Linked DNA regions of Gossypium hirsutum: region 1 is linked to region 2. The links are chromatin contacts, called in public Hi-C maps. All regions are on one chromosome and are shown on one strand. Each heading gives the region's core, a stretch centred on a gene start, on an enhancer-like site or on the middle of the called end of the contact. The rest is flanking DNA. Distances are from core to core; before and after follow the strand shown. Region 1 holds the start of LOC107951914. Region 2 has its middle 38 kb from the start of LOC107951916.

Region 1 (2,700 bases), core at 196-2,695, 56 kb after region 2:
GTCTTAAATGTGACCTGTATTTAAATCGCACTAATCATATTTATTGTTCTAACTTTTCTATATTACTGTAAATCCAAATTTCAAAATAAACAAGAGCAGAACTCAATTATAGTTTGTTTTTTTCTGGCTAAACTTTGGAACAAAAAGAAAAAAGAAAAAGAAAAAGCAAAAGTGAGAGGGAGAGGGATAGGAATAGGAATAGGGGTTTTTATTTTGTTTGTCTTTTAGGGAGAGGGTCCATATAAGTGCACTTTTAAGTTAGTGGAATGGTATCAATTTGTAAAGACATAAAAATGAAGTTCCATTGGAAGTGAGGGATTCAGGGTTTAAAAGCTATGCTATTTTTCATATTGATGAATCAAGGTTTCCATTCGGCCATTGTAATTTAGATCTGCCTCAAACCCTAAGGATTGATATTGATATTCATATATTGCAAAAGGAAAACTTTTTATTTGCCACCGACAAACCAAATATACATGAATTATTTCCAATACTCCAAAATAATCCACTAAAGATATTAGGAGCTGCTTAAATGCTTTCAACTCCAAAACCATATTTGATCGCATGATTAACATAGAGAAGTTTATAACGAAAGAATAAGTGAAAAATCCAGGGCTTTTCTTATTTGTTTTATCAACAACAAAATTAGAACCCCCCAAAAAGAAATTAAGCATGAACAACTCCCTCCAAACATGGAAATTATTAACAGAGGCAAAGATATGGTTCTGTCATAACTCAGGCAGTAGTGTTGTTATTTTGGAGCTTCAAATCCTTGTAAAACCTGTTAATGAAGTCCTCAGCAGCCTTATCTACGTTGCCATTACCTTCATCAACATCTCTTAAAGGGAAAGGAGAGTCGGTTATTCTAAGTTGTCTCACCACTGGAGTTTGTCCGAACCCTGGTAACATAGGGGAAGCCGCAATAACAGCAGCATCGCTTTCCACTCCCATGTTGTTGTTGAGCATCTCCAAGACAACCTTGAAGGCGTTCATGGCGGCGGTGTCGTCGTCGTGAGTAGGAGGCGCGTGGGTACAAGCGAACAAGTGGTGGTAGTAGTTGTTAATGCTGTTCTTCTTCTTGGTGGGGATGTTGAAAGGGAAGATGTAGTTAGGGGTGTTGCTGCAGCTGAACTCGTACTCCTGGGCCGGCGCCGCCGCCGATGAAGAGACCTGGTGGCGGTGGAACATGGGGAGGTTGGCAATGGCTTTGGTGCTGGCTATTTTGCCGCGTTTGAGCAACATGTTGAGATCAACCATGAGCTTTCTTTTGGATAATATGCCCTTTTTCATCATGAAGAGAACAGCTCTTACTATGCTCCATACTCTTTTGGCTATCACTGGTGGATTTTGTTCCATTGCTTTTGACTATATTTGATTTATTGCTGACTTTTGAGGGAGAGAGAAGCAATTATTTGTTCGAGTTTGAGGGAGAGGAGGGGAGGGGAGGGGAGGGGAGGGCTCTATATAAAGGGAAAGAATAGCAAGGGGAGAACACAAATGTTTTTTAATTTAACAAGTAAATTAATTATATATTAGAATTTCTTTATTTCTTTATCAATTTTGAAATCTTTTTTCTTCTACTTTAATCTATCAAACTTTTCAACTTAGTCCATTTCAATAAAATTATTAAACTTTGCAGTTAAATCGTTCATCTATATAATTAATAGCTCAACAATTTGTATGTAACAAATAACAAAACTCAGCATGCCCCTTAAATGAAATTTTTTTATTTAAGTTTTTTAAAATTTTTAAAATTTTAAATTAGAAAGGCTCTCCTAAAATATAATAATTTGATTTAATTATTTAAAAATTATAAAGAGGTAGACTATTAAATTGGTGAAATTATATTTTTGCTATAATAAAAATTACAATTTAATTTCGGCCCCTAAAAAAGTTTAAAATAAAAAATTTAACTTGCTATTATTTATAAGTAAAGAAAAGAAATTAATAATTAAACTTATATTTTTTAATTTTTATTCTTCATTTTCATTTCATAGTTCATATTCGAGATTCGTAATTATCCCTTCCAACATTTAATTAAATTTAATTCGTTTTAAAATTAATTTAATTTGATTTTAATTTAAATAATAATTAAAAATATTTATTCAGATTTATTTAAAACACTATATAATATTAGTAATATATATTTAAAAAACATTAAGAAAAATCCAACCATTATCCCTCTTCTCTACCGGTTGCTTGCTCCAATCATTTTTGGTAGGTGGTGATTAGGTTGGCTAAAGCCCATGAGAGCTTTGGATGAAGAAAGTGACAGCTAACTTTAGACCACTGTTTTGGAGGCTAAATAGCGAAATTTATATGTTTGTGTAGAAAAAATTGATTTGTCTTAACTGAGCATATAACATATGAATTACAGTAATATTTGGTTCACTTACGTTGATTAGATGTTATTTAAAGAGTAAATTTACTTATCTTCCAACTATGATTTAAATTTTAACACTTATCAGTGTAGCAATTTCATACTTACATTATACATTTAAATTATTTTCCGTTAAATTTCTCTATGAAAAACTTTATTTGTACTTGTTTTACTTACAAACACATTTACTAAAATAGGTTCCAATAAAGAATAAGTGCTAAAACTCTTGGTACTTTTAACCTATACAAGTCTCAAATATATAAGCATTTTTGGACTTGTTAAAATACATATCAATTACAATATTAATCTACCACCAAGGT
Region 2 (3,078 bases), core at 533-3,032:
CTTATGAATCAAAGAATCGATTTTAAAAGTAATAGAAAGCCAATTAATACGAATAAAATACAACAAGTTTTGAAACGATGATATATGAGTTTGAAATTAATAATGAAAAAATAAGACATTTGAAATTATAATACATTGAAACATAATTAGGGACCAAAGCACTATGTGCGTAAATCAAAGAGGATGAAAAATGCAAATAAACCAAATCTCGAAATGAAGCGTTTAAATGCAGACTAAAATGAAATTGACATAAAATTCCTGGGCCCAATTTAAAAAAAAAAAAGCAGTGGCCTAATCCAACAGCGGTGCAAAAGGGGAGGACCGGCCACGCAAATAAACCATTCTAGGAATGAATGCGCAGACCCTTACCCCTTTATCCAAATGGTGACATTTCATTATATCTAAAAATACCAATAAATTTTGTTTGCTAAAACCATTTGCACCAAATCTGACAAAATCTAATCTGCTAGGGCTTCCTTCTAATCCCCTTGCGCCGATTGATTTTTCCCTCTACCGCAATACCAAGACACACCACACTCGGTGGTCAACAACGGCTAAAAATGGGTCTTTCAACCTTGTTTCAAAGCCATGTTCGGGTAAGCTTTCTCTCTTCCTCTTCTTTTTTTTTAAAAGTATATTTAAACTACATATTTTTAAGGCAGAAAACACAATACAAAAAATGAAATAGTGGTTGAATCGCAAGCAGAGAAAACTCCCATCTTCGTCGCTTCCTCGTCCCTCATCGGAACCCGAGTGGGTTTTGTGACGTTTGGGTCACCGGAGATTCACAACCGCGACAGAGAGCGAACCACGGTAAGATTTTATTATTATTTATGCTTTATTTCAAACAAAAATGAAGAAAAATAAAATAAAAGAGGCACCTTTGAGATATTAGTTTCTGATTTTTTTTATTTAAGAGTCTCCCCTTGATTACAATCGTTTTTTGTTGGCTTTATAGTCGATAACAAAAGTTCTTTGTTACTATTTACTTTTTACTATTTCTGCTTTGTCTTGCGTGTCTCTCTACTCCATTTTTGTTCTTTGTCGGCTTGTTTGCAGGTCTGTGGTAGTGTTGCAGCGGAGAAGGTGCTGACACCAATTGAGGAGCTTCGCGGTGCAAAGGCTAGGGGCTAGGGTTTTCCATCCGAAAATTTGTTTATGTTTTGGGCCATGGGCTTAGGGTTTCTTTTTGTATTTTGGGCTGTTAATGGGTCTTGTAAAAAAAAACAATGGACTGTTATTATTTTGATTTTCTTGATTTTAGGTTTCTGGGTTATGGGCCCCAGGCTAAATTGGGCCTCTACACTTCAAAAAAATAAAATAAAAGTAAAAATTAAAAAGCAGTTTTAAAAATTAAAACGGTCAGAAAAAAATTAACAGTATAATTAAATACTATTAAAAATGATTTAAAATATCTTTAAACAAATTTCAAATAAATAACTAATATATTTTATTTTTTTAAACAGAATTGATTAATTAAAACATTTTAATTTAAGAACAATGATTTAATAAATTAAAATAGTGTTAAAAATAAAATTTTAAAAATATGGTTAAATCTTAAATAGCTCAATAAAGTTTTTCTAATAATGATTTAAAAATTAAATAGTTTATTTAATTTTTTACTACTTAAAAAACATATATTTTTTTTGAATAAAAATCGACTAGCCATTAATTTAAATTAAACAATAACAGAAGTTGGATGCTAAAACGTGGGCCTACTGGGTATACCCCCAACCGGTCCATTAAATAAAAATAAAAGAAAGAGAAAAACTAGTGGAAAGCAGAATACTTAAAGCTACGAAAATAGAAAACCTAGGGTAATAATTACTAGTCGAATCAGATTGTAGCTGGACACCATTTACAAATCGTCCTTTCATTTCCAAAAAACCTATTGTTGCATTTGATAGCTTTTCAATTTCTTTCAGAAAGTCATTCTCAATCTGGGAGCCTACTCCATCTTCCATCGGAACGCACATAAAGGCGGTGTAGTGCCTCTCCTTCCAGGTGTGTTTCTTCTCCCTTCTTAGTGCTTCTTCTGCAATTTTGTGAGCCGAGATGTTCTCGGTTCTATTAATAAATTGGAACATGATTTCTTGAAAAAACTCCGACTTTTTTTGAATATCACTGATGATTTCTCCTATAACTAACTTATCTTGCATCGATGTTTGACATTTCTTTATGACGGTTCGTGAATCCCCCTTTACCGTAATTGAGTGTATACCCAGGGAAAGTCTAAGATTAATCGCATGAAGACCTGCATAAGCTTCTGCTGTAAAAGAAGTTGAAACATTTGAATTTAAGACCGTCTTCGTAACAAGAATTACTCCCATCTGATCCTGAACCACCAGGCCTGCCATCGATTTGAAATCCCTTCGGTTAAAAGTAGCATCAAAGTGAATCGTCATCCCAGAACTCGTATCTCTCTGAATGGCCCTCGTAGTCGTACACAAGGTACTCCTTTTTTCTGCCAGACCATCAATCTCAGCCAAATACCTTTGAACTTTTGATGCTATCTCTCTTCCTTACTCAACTTTTCTTTCATGCATGAGCTTATTTCTTGACCTCCACAGGACCCATATGCCACAGCAAAGCAATCGACCTTTTGAGAGTTCTCTTTTGGAACATCCAAGTAAGCCAGCCCCAGAACCTCTGAACCAAAAAGTTATTAACCCAAGGAAGATCTAACATTTTCCAAACTTCTATTACTACATGACAGTACCGAAAGACATGTGATAAATCTTCTTCCCCAGATCTACATCGAGAACAAACAGCAGTGTCGACTACTCGTTTAGATCGCAAATTAACTAGAGTAGGCATATAGTTCCATGATGCTCTTCAAACTGTAATAGTAATCTTTGAGGGTAACTGTAAATTCCAGAGCTTTTTGTAGAAATTTTTTAAATCGGTATGTAATAATAAGTTGTTAGGATTCGAGCTAGTGCTTTGTAATAGTTTGTAGGCACTTCTGACCGAAAATCAACTCCTTGGAGTTCCGCTAGAAGGATTTGCAAAATCTTTTGGGCAGTGTCTGCTGGGAAGGTACTTAGCACTAGTTCAGACTTCCACATATTATTTGAT

What was found. Hi-C and Micro-C count contacts between places; a contact is called where the count stands out from the background.
Region 1: a Hi-C map of leaf shows a contact between it and region 2, with 3 times the contacts expected there. The contact joins the promoter of LOC107951914 here to the enhancer-like site in region 2. A contact is called at or near these places in 17 of 34 Hi-C or Micro-C datasets (anther, callus, fibers and 4 more).

Annotation. Positions count from the first base shown.
Region 1 is chrA02:84,184,118-84,186,817 of Gossypium_hirsutum_v2.1, forward strand. It overlaps LOC107951914, which reads right to left and starts at 1,446. Exons shown (of 1, transcript XM_016887097.2): 1 at 429-1,446. The coding sequence starts at 1,356. The coding sequence ends at 736.
Region 2 is chrA02:84,127,664-84,130,741 of Gossypium_hirsutum_v2.1, forward strand. No RefSeq gene overlaps it. Among protein-coding and RNA genes, the nearest start is that of LOC107951916, 38 kb to the left of the region's middle. Within about 2 kb of position 1,783, at least 8 of the 9 cell types and tissues checked have an H3K27ac peak or open chromatin away from gene starts, as enhancers often do. A contact at or near this core is called in fibers and leaf, where this site is marked.